Regions from separate parts of the Sus scrofa genome. Here region 2 is linked to region 1. A link is a contact called in public Hi-C data. All regions are on one chromosome and are shown on one strand. The core of a region is the stretch at or near the end of the contact, and the rest is flanking DNA. Distances in the headings are between cores, read along the strand shown.

Region 1 (5,655 bases), core at 1,330-3,829:
TATGCTCTGATGCCTCCTTACTACAGAGAATTCATTCCAGCATACACAGTGTCACAGTTGCTGTCTGTGTGGCGTGCACTTGTGTCTCTAATGCCAGGCAGGAAATTTGATACAGTCTTTCAGGATCAAAATAAACTGTTACCAATCTGCATTTTTAAAGTTTTGTTGTAAAAAAAATGTTTCTGTAAAGGGATGTGCTGGCTGTCACATAGACATAGTTTAAAAATGTTGATCTCAAATTTCTGAATCTTGTTCCAATACATTGTCACTTGTTATCTACTGATCTTCCAAAGATTATTTAGTTCAAGATTCCCATTGAGTCTTTTAATGTTTTCATTTATTCTATTAGAAATAGACCAAGGTGTTTGGTTTTTTTGGGTCCTTCCTTCCTTCCTTCCTTCCTTTCTTTCTTTCTTCCTTTCTTGCTTGCTTGCTTTCTTGCTTGCTTGCTTTCTTGCTTGCTTTCTTGCTTTCTCTCTCTCTCTCTCTCCATGTTTTTAGGGCCATACCCATGACGTTGTGAGGTTCTCAGGCTAGGGGTTGAATCGGAGCTGTAGCTGCTGGCCTATACCACACTCACAGCAATGCCAGATCTGAGCCACATCTGCGACCTGCGTACACCACAGCGCATGGCAATGCCAGATCCTTAACCCACTGAGCGAGGCAAGGGATCAAAACTGTGTCCTCGTGGATCTTAGATTCGTTTCTGCTGAGCCACAGTGGGGACTCCAGACCAAGGTTTTGTCATCAGAATTGTACAAGGGCATTTGGTCTTAGCATCGACATGTGATGTGGCTACACAGGGTATCCCAGACCTTCCCACACCCTCAGCCCCTTTCCCCCAAAGGCAAGCGAGACAGGGATTTCTCTTGTGTCCTACTATAAAGTGGTGTTTTCTTTAATACCAACTAAAGAAAATTTACTTAAAGTACTCTAGGATTATTAAAATTGTTTTTCTTAGGTAAACCCTATTCCTAAGTATTTTATTACTATTTGTCCTACAAATGAACAAAGTGAAATGGACAGTCTCGCAAGTGTTCCTCTGATTGGCTGTCCAAACCTTGGACTCTTCTCTGAGATTTGAGAGCATGTTCTAGTTTTCTTGCTGGCAACCATATAGAGTATGAATGTAACGTTTATGTCTGTCTTTAGAATTAGGGATCGTTTTCAGTTAAATTAATTGTTCACAATAAACTGAGAATTTGCAGTTACATCATGGAAGAAAGTCAAGGTCATCAGTCAAAATATTTAAGCCCTACTTCATGGAGGCATTACGTGAGATACTGAAGACAGGGGTCAGGCTGGCTGCCTGACCTCAAGAAACGTACAGCCTAGCCGGGGAGAAATAGTAGCAGAAGAAGTAAGTGGCCGTTTCAGTATCCTAGATGCCAAGTGTACATGATTTTGCCAAATGTAAGGTTGACACGGGAGTATTCAGAAAAGGCCTCAAAGCGGCTAGAGGAAACTAGAAGACCTCTCTGGAAGAAAACCTTTGACCAGTCTTGACCTGACCAGAGATGGGTAGGATTTGGATAGGAAAATTCCAGGTGAAGAAAGCAACATATAAGTATATGCCTCAGGAGTGACTGAAAACGTAGTACATGCCACGATAATGCGAGGACATCCGTCTCATGCAGGGTCTCCGCACTGCCTGACTCACTGGGTAGCAGCGGTGGTAGGATTCTGGGAGCACACTCCCTCACGCATGTTTTTGGCTCCCAGTTAGTACTTCTTGAGTAACAAGAAAATAACCTGCCCCAGAGAAGCCTGCATTCTATATCCTCATGGGGTGGGGGGAGAAGAAGCAAAGTACAGATTGAAAAAGATGGACCATTTAGTGTAGTCGGGAGAAGCAACGCAACGTATAATAGCACGAAAGTCAGGTGAGAAGGGTGGTGCACTTCGAGAGCCTGGCTGGGACGAGAGTCCCATGGAAGGTGACACTCGAGTGGGGAACTGGAGGAGTGAAGGGAGCAAGTCGGATGAGTGTCTGGGAAGGCTGTCCAGGCCGGTGGAGCAGTGCTGGGAGGCGGGAGGAAGCCCGAGGGTCCCCTGCGCAGGAGGCCACGTCGGATGCGTGTTCTAACAGGGTCGCGCTGGCTCTGCTCTGAATCAGCTGGGGCGGGTGCCGTGTGGAGGGCAGCGAAGAGACGCGTTCAGAAGCGAATGAAATCATCAGGCAGGAGGCAGTAGTCGCTTGATCCAGGGTGGTGGCAGAAGGGGTGGTGGTAAGTCATCTGATGCTGGATATATTTTGAGGGCAGGGCCGGAGGATTTCCTGACAGATTGGATGCCGGCTGTGGGATTCCCTATCTCCTTTCCCTGGGGACAGTCAGGTGCAGCCCTGAGTAATCTCAGCACAGCCAAGATTATCTCCTGGCTCTGCACCACTTTCCCCGAGGGACTGCTGAGAGAAAAAAAAGACTTACTTTTTTTTTTTTTTTTTTTTTTTTGCTGTCCTCTTTTCTCGGATCTGGAAAACTGACTTAAGAGACTGAAGACCCTGAGAGGCACAGTGTTGAAACATACTTCTCTTTCCTGAGTGCTTTAGATTCACATTTTTCAGTAAAGTTCCCTGGATTCCTTTTTGGAAATATTGTTGCATCAGCCTATTTTTTTAGGAAGAAAACAGTTAACCACTTTCAAATGGAGGCTGTATATGCTATCTGAAAATATTAACATATTGACAACATATAAGGACATACTGAGAGTAAACCTGCAGATACAGAGAGGATATCTCCAGGGCTGTTGTGGCAACAGTTCGTCCTGGTTACTAGACAACATTGCGTAACTAGTTGAGAGTTATTCCAGTTCCCAACTGCTTATATAAGCAAAGATTTGGAAAGACTTGCTTGAAAGAACACAGTGTATGCAAACCTCAGTGTCTCAAAACTGAAATGTGTTACTTTAAAAGTGTAAAATGGTCATATGCAGTGTACTGTCCCCACATAGCCCTTTTACCTTTCCAGGAAAATCAACAAAAATCATGTCACACAAACCTTCTGCTTACATTGCTTTTCCGTATACTGGCATTCCTGACTTTACATATAAACAGCCTCTAAATTTGGAAGTAGGTGAAGTTCTTTTTTAAGTTTTTAAACTTTGCAGCAGTTTATAAAGTAGCATTTGATTTGTGGGTTTAGTGCATATGATTTCTGAACCTAGATGTGTTTGTCACTTCGCTGTCGCTTACTAGGCTTTAGGAAACAGACCTTTTAATGGGATCTTTACATGTTAGTTCAGTGGCCCTCCATATTTTTCTCCTGCCCCCCACTCCAAGTGTTGAAAGAGAATGAACAGAGGCATTTTATAAAAATCCTCCCCTGGACTGACTGATGGCTGGTACTATCTACTTTTAGTCTTAATTGCAAATGATAGTGAATGTGTCACGTGGGGTCCAGTAATTTATGTATTTATTTATTTTATCCATTGACTCTAAAAGTGAAGTTTAACTCTGTGATGCTTAGTAGGAGTAAAAAAGGAATTCTTATCTGGGTTTGTGAAATAATTTTAAATCATCGCCTTTTGTTTTTGTTTTTTGCTTTTTTTTTTTGCTTTTTAGGGCCGGACTAGTGGCATATGGAGGTTCCCAGGCTAGGGGTTGAGTTGGAGCTACAGCTGCCGTCCTAAACCACAGCCACAGCAACACTGGATCCCAGCTGTGTCTGCAACCCACACCACAGCTCGAGGCAACGCCGGATCCTTAACCCACTGAGCGAGGCCAGGGTCAAACCTGCAACCTCATGGTCCCTAGTTGGATTCGTTTCCACTGCGCCACAACGGGAACTCTGTATACCATTGCCCTTTGAAAGGAAGTAATTAAAGTGTGAAAGCATTTAAAAAATAAGACATAGATGATAATTAACAGAAGTAAATAAGAAAAAATAAACTTCTACAAATCTCTTACCGCTTAGAATAGAAAACACAGCATTTGTATTTTTTCAGATGCAAGTTACTTTAGAAATGGAGAAAGCATTAGAGAGAAAGAGACTCTTTCCAGATTAGTTGCTTCCTTGCTTTTGACCCATATGGTATAAAAACTACCAACAGTTGTGAATGTGATAGCTGACCTTTAAAAAAAAATGTGTTTTGGGATTACCAAAAAAAAAGAAACCAACTAAAACTTCTTAGTCTGTTGAAGGAGCATGACTTTTTTTTTTCTGAAATTTTACTAATTTGAGCTTCATTCCTTTTAAGTTTCAAGGTTGTGAGGAAAGAAAGCTTATGTTAATGAGTGTTTCCTTTTACCAAAAATTTTATACTAATTAAATTTTTAAGCATAGTCCAAGTTAAATATCTCTGCGTGAAAGTGATTTTATAACCTGTTGACAAAAGTAATTTAGGACTTAAACTTTTCTTGATAAAATGGAGAGAGAGAGGCTCTTCAGAACAAAACACGCTCTTTGGGAGCCCATCAGAGTAAATGCGTTTTCAGGTTTCTTTAGAACATTATCAGGTTTCTGGGAACTGGAGCTGTTGAAGTTCCAGGTATTATTTCTGCCTGCCTTCCAACCTCCTGAGCTACTGTATCTCTAAAGGGCTTCATCATCCGAGCGTCCCGGGCCTGGGAATCTCAGCTGCATCCCAAGTTCCCACAGCTGAGGCTCAGGCATGCGGACAATGCGGGACAGCCCGCAGCCCACACGTCCAGCAACAACTGGGTCCTTCCTCTTCCTGGGGAAGAGCAACATCCTCTGAGATGAGAAGAAATGCACCCTGAGGAATGCAGGAACAGCAGCGGGCTTTTCACACAGGAAATGACTCTGGAAAGTGCTTGTCTCCTGGCCCGTCCGCCTGTAATGAGCTTCCTGCTGACCTGAGGCGGCTTCACCAGGGCGCTGGATGCCCTGTGTGGGTCCGACAGGTTCACAGAAAGCAGTGAGCGTGGCTTTCCGTTGCTCTGTGCATCCACACCCATCTGGATCTGAGTTAGTTGGTGCTGCTCGTTCGGTGAAGCTGGGTGGCTTTGCTCCTTTATTTAGCCACCTGACAGCTAATTATTTGGTGGGAGTAGACGGCACGTCGGCTCAAGTGGATTTTTCAGTCAGCTCTTTGTGCTTTATGAAGTCGGGTTATGTAAATTGTATGCGGGCTTCAGAGAGATTAAACTCCTCAAAATCTGAGTGAACTGGCTGCTGCTGATGCCCAGCGCTGGTTCTTGCCTCGTTCCATCTCTGTCTTTCAGTTTCCTCACTTTTACTTTCCGAGGTAGTCAGGCATCAGCAGAAGATACCATATGGTGTGCAAAACCATGCATCCTCCAGCTCACCCCGGACTCTGCCGCTTTAAACCAGCCACTATCATTTAAAAAATAAGACTGACTTGAAATGACTTTTATAACTGAAGAATGTTCCAGTATAATTTGACTTCCTTTTCCCCCCTAATTCCTACAGTTTGTTCATCCGGTCAGTCTGTCTTTCTGTCTCTGTCTGTCTGTCTTTCTGTCTTTCTTTCTTTCTTTCTGTCTTTCTTTCTTTCTGTCTGTCTGTCTGTCTGTCCTTTCTTTCTGTCTGTCTTTCTGTCTTTCTGTCTGTCTGTCTGTCTGTCTGTCTGTCTGTCTTTCTTTCTTTCTCTTCTGCTTGAGATAGTGATAGCTTTCCAAATAACTACAGAGTTTTGGTGGGTTTCAGCATTTATGGTGGCAACATTCTTTTG
Region 2 (5,533 bases), core at 510-3,009, 300 kb after region 1:
GAAAATACATTCAGCAATTTTTTTTAATCATCTCCAAACACATGAGCAAAGGAATATCTGAAAGATGTTTTCACCTGACTAATTAGGTTAGAAATCTCAGGAGAACAGTTCTGCTTGCTACATTTTTGATGGAAATGCTTCTGTTTCTGGTTGAGAATCTTGCAGAAACAGATTTCTCCTTTGACACTTCCTGTTGGAACTTCTGGGAGAAAAAAAGAATGCAACTTTTTCTTTTTCATCAATTGGGAGAGAGACATAGATCGCAGGGTAACTTAGGTACAAGCGCCATGACTTCTTAATGTTTTAAGTACATACTTTATAGCATGGAATTATCAGAGTACCAGAAAATAAATGCTTTTTGCTAACTGTGGACACATGCTCCCCATCTCAAACTGTGGTATTTCATTCACCACTTTCATTCCAGTGTTTATGAAGTTCTCGGTTTTTAGTATCTGCAAGTCAAATAGTGGAATATAAAACACTTCTCTTCTGTGTTTGAAACATTCTTCCCTTTTCTCATTTATCAATGTGAGTGCTTAGAACCAACTGTCCTTCCATTCTTTCGTCACTTTACATTTGTCAACTGGGGAGTGAAAGTCTCTGAAGGAAGCAGTTAGTTTTCCTTTGTGTTCTCCATGGCATTTACATACAATGCTGAAAATACATGGGTGCTTAATAAATTCTGGCCACTTCTGACCCCATCCCTTTGAAAAAGATACGTTTTAAAAGTACACCAAAATCTTGCCTTGAGATTCTTACTCAGCATGGTCAGGGCCAGTTAAGACAAGTGGTAGGACATGACTGAACTCTTGGTCTCTTCAGAGTCTTCGGCTACAGATTATAATTGTTAGTGATAACTGCTAGAAATGGCTATTATTGAAAATGGGGCCCCTAACTAATTTTAAAAATATATATGCCTGTCAGGGTACTGGGGTAAAATGCAGTGGCAAAAATATACTAATGAAAGGATAATATTGTGTGTGATGACATGGGGGAAGAAGAAAAAAAAAAAAAACCTGGCAAGAAGCCAAACATGAGAAAAACACAAGGTAGCTCTGATCTCAATCCACTGGGGTTTCCCCCATTGCCTAGTGCCCTTTACCTCCCATCAGAAGATGCTATAGGTGCTAGTCAAGAAGTTAAAGAATTAGTGTTTGTGACAACAAAGAAGAAAAGGATAGGCGTTTTCTGGTGGCTTAGTGGGCTAAGGGTCTAACATTGTCACTGCTGTGGCTCTGGTTACCTCTACAGTTTGGGCCACCTGGCCTGGGAACTTTTGCATGCCACGGGTGCAGCCAAAAAGAGAGAAAGGATGGCCTCTTTAGAGCTCCTAGTATTTGGTTTTCAATGTTCAGTTTCACGAATATAATAGAATGCAGTGGGGACATGCTCTACAAGGCAGAGACACAGACCAAGGATTACCTTTGGGGCCCTTGATGTTGTATACAAAACTGGGTCTGTACATACATTCCTTTTTCCTGAGTTTTCTGGCCTTTTATCTGGGATTCCTGACCTTTTCTTCCTCCAGATTAAAAATCATTGCTTATAAGTAACTCCACATTTTTTCTAATGTCCTAGAACTAGCCATCTGAGCTTGACTGGACAAGCAAATTTGAGAAAGATCCTTCCCACAAGGACTCAAATGGCATTTTGCAAAGATGACAGTTCTCATCATGCATCAGTTTAGAACTGTTGAGGGGATCCCTTTCCAGAATCCAAGCATCACGCTGAAAATACCAGAGGCTATTAATACTGCATGTATATTTACTTTCATGACTTGGCAAGTGTGTGAGCTGCGACACACAATCTTCGCAGAGAGGACACTGTGAAGGTTGGCTTGCAACCACGCAGATGTCTGGGGTTTGGCTTCATGCTCTCTCCTCCTCCTCCTTCTCAGCCACAGAATGGTTCACCTAGTGCATTTGTATTTCCATTCTCTGGAGCCTAGTCTCTTCTGGTTTTTTTTTTTTTAATTTTTGAAATGTAATATACCATAAATTCAAATTTCCAAGTGTACAGTTCAATAGTTTTTAGTTTATCCACTGAGTAATGCAACCATCATCACCACCTAATTTTAAAACCTTCTATTTTTAAGACTCTCTTCTAAGCGTTTTCTTCTGATGTCTCTGGAACAACATTATGCTTCATTTATTTTTTTTAAAGAAAGAAGATCTATGTTCTGAAATCACCCCTGTAGATAACTGGCAATCACATGATTTAAGGTGGGGAGTCTTGATAATGTAGATTGGCCCCTTCTCTTCTAATGCCAGCTTTAATTCTTTGTGAGGCAGAAAGAATGCGTGTTTAATCAATTTTTAAAATGTAGTTGATATCTCCCAGACAAAAAGAAAAAGAAAAAAGGTTGGACCATTCGAATTTACCATTTTTGTAGGCCATCAGTAGCGAATATTTGTCATTTCACAAGGTTCAACATAATGAAAAATGCATGAAATTTTCATGCTTACTCCAGTGGCACTGCAAAAATTTGAAGGAAGATACTATGTTTCAGGCTCATTAAAAATAAAGTAACTTGCTCTTGTTTGAAACACATAGCTAAAATATTGTGGGGTTTTGTGATTATATACAAAGAGCTAAAATATTCTCAACCTTCATTCATTCAATCTTTCACTAAGTAGCTACTCTCTGCCAAGACAGGTGATAGGAAGGAAGATACAGTCCCTTCCATAAGGAACACACATTTTTGCTGTACCTTCTTTATGAATTTATTATTTTATAGCTCTGCAAAGTGTTTGCATTTCTATCTTCAGCAAATTTATTAACTCATTAACTCTTGGTTCCTACTGCTTCAGAGGTAGGCCAAGCCCTCCTTTCTTTCACACAAACTTCAATTACACAAAAGACTTTTTTTTTTTTTAATCTCCCTGTAATTCCCAAATTCACAGAATGGAACAATCTTATGCCAGTGTTGCAATGTTTCCACACTATTAAGGGGTGGAATTTTGTGGTTTTCCCAAGTGTAAGTACCACCTGCCTCAGTCTTAGCTGAATGTCAATGAGTCTCAATTCTCAAGTTTTGAAAGTAGATTAAAGCATTTAATTTACACAACACACACAGAGTGTCTTAAAGTGTCAAAATATAGCTGTCAATATTCAAGTCTTATGTGTGATCAGAAACATCAATAATATAAAAGACACATATAAGTAACTTGTACATACTTCCAGGATATTGGTAATTCCCAATATAGTTTAAATACTACACTAGCCTTTCAGATATCCAGTGGATTTTACTAGTTTTGATTTAAGCTGGGATGCACTCCTGGACTATTGACTTGGGGTGGAGAACGACATATATCTTTTATTAATTTTCCTCCAAGTACTGCTCCTAGGCAGAGAAAGAGAATGCTGGGAAAGGCCCATCATCAGGTCGGCACCAGAAAGGTCATGATGCTCAGGAAGCAAAATGATGAAAATCAAGGATAATAGAGTTAATCATGTCCAGAAGTGATAGAATTTGTGAGGCTTGGAGAACATATCATTCCATTACTTCATTAACAAATAAGGAAATGGAATTCCTGAAAAGCTAAGTGACTGATTCAAAGTTATTTATTAGGTAAAAATCCAAAATTCAAATCCAATGATTCAAATTCCCAACACACACAAAAAAGATCCTACCATATAGCACAGGGAACATATTCAGTATCTTTTGATAAGACATAATGGAAAAGAACATGAAAATATGTGTGTGTGTGTGTGTGTGAGAGAGAGAGAATTTACATTTCTAAGATGTTTCCTAATGATGCTGATGTTGCTGATTGGGGATCACACTTTGAGAAAAAAACAAGCCTGCATGAAGCCAGCTGAACAACTCCTCTACCAACAGGGTTTCCAAGGGCTGTAACTCCTGGTGCTCACCCCTTTGGCTTCTAAAAGTATAATAAGTTATCAAAACACTCCATCCAAAATCTCAGTTGCTCTCTCGTCCCCAAGTATTGGCTTCCAAATCAAGACTGGCATCAACATGACTGTGTGTCTTCACAGATGGCTAGTGAGTTAGTTTGGAATAAGAAGGGAGCTATGCAGCCCTTTTGATTGGCACCCGGAGCTTCTAATACCCAGCCTTCTGACTGCTGCTTCTTTCTCGTTCCCTCAACAAAATAATGAATGTTAAATGTGCTGATGATAAGAAGATAGCCATAAAAATAAGTTTTATGAACCCCGTCTCATCTTCAATCCTTAAAGAGGTAGAGAATTACAATAAACACTGTAGCCATCAGGATTCTTAGTTGCAGAAATAGAATTGAGGTTAGCCAGTGTAAATAGAAAGAGATTTAATATAAGGAATCAGGTAGCTTACAGAAAGTGAGTTGGCTTAGAAGAAACTGGGTCCCATTCAGAACCCTCATGGGAATGTGAGTTTCAGCTTTCCAGTCTTCGTTCCAGAGGAAGGCATGGTAGAAGAAGACTGGGGTGGTTGCTGAGTGAACCACACAGCACTGGCTGCCCCAATTACCATGACGAAGCTTTATTCTCAAGCTAGATGCTGATGAAATATCAGGTCTTGTGTTTACATACTCATATAATGATTTATGACTTAGCCTCGAATTAAAGGAGAGTTTGTCGTAAACTGACATGTAAAGTATTATCTTGTAGATAAGTCTGCTAGTATATTAGCAGAAAGGTTAATGATTTCTGGTCCTTGGGTTCCTGGGATTTCAGGATTCACAAAGATCTTTTATTTGAAGGAACGCTTTTCCAAAGACAATCTGGTGGCTGTTGCAATCCAATGTTGACTACTTTGCTGGCATATATATGTTGTCTTTTTGGGGCTGCCCTCACAGCATATGGAAGTTCCAAGGCTACTAGGGGTTGAATTGGAGCGGTAGCTTCTGGCCCACACCACAGCCACAGCAACATGGATCCAGGCCACATCTGTGGATCCAGTGTTGGATCCTTAAACCACTGAGCAAGGCCAGGGATCAAACCCACATCCTCATGGATAGCAGTTGGGTTCGTTACCACTGAGCCACAGTGGGAACTCTGGTTTATATTTTATACTGTGTTATAGTTTATACTAGGTTTCTGTACTGCGAGAGTATCACTGAAAGTAACATTTTTGAAATGTATATTGGCTAAATATGTTAAGGATAAAGATTCATTCTACCATTAATTTTCAGGATATGTTAGATTAAAAACATTGGGGAGTTCCTGTTGTGGCTTAGCGGTAATGAACCCCACTGGTACCCATGAGGATGCAGGTTCAATCCCTTGCCTTGCTCAGTGGATTAAGGATCCAGTGTTGCCATGAGCTGTGATGTAGGCTGGCAGCTGCAGCTCCGACTCAACTCTTAGCCTGGGAATTTCCATATGCCATGGGTGTGGCCCTAAAAAGATAAAAAAAAAAAAAAATCACTGGCCTTAATAATCAGAAGGTCTTATGAACTATGAAACTTGAGATGTCTTATAATTAGATGCTTGCAATTAAAACGATTTCTCTGTAAATGAAACCTTAATGCTGTGGGCTTGGTCACTACTAAATAGAATCCAAGGCTGAAGTGGCCTGCTCGAATTCCTC

Evidence for each region. Hi-C and Micro-C count contacts between places; a contact is called where the count stands out from the background.
Region 2: a contact with region 1 is called in a Hi-C map of skeletal muscle, with 5 times the contacts expected there. A contact is called at or near these places in 6 of 47 Hi-C or Micro-C datasets (heart right ventricle, liver and skeletal muscle) and 2 of 2 datasets of targeted methods (alveolar macrophages and skeletal muscle).

The regions. Positions count from the first base shown.
Region 1 is chr5:93,190,257-93,195,911 of Sscrofa11.1, forward strand. All of the region lies in intron 10 of POC1B (POC1 centriolar protein homolog B), which reads left to right. Among named protein-coding and RNA genes, the nearest start is that of GALNT4, 60 kb to the left of the region's middle.
Region 2 is chr5:93,492,987-93,498,519 of Sscrofa11.1, forward strand. No RefSeq gene overlaps it. Among named protein-coding and RNA genes, the nearest start is that of DUSP6, 190 kb to the left of the region's middle.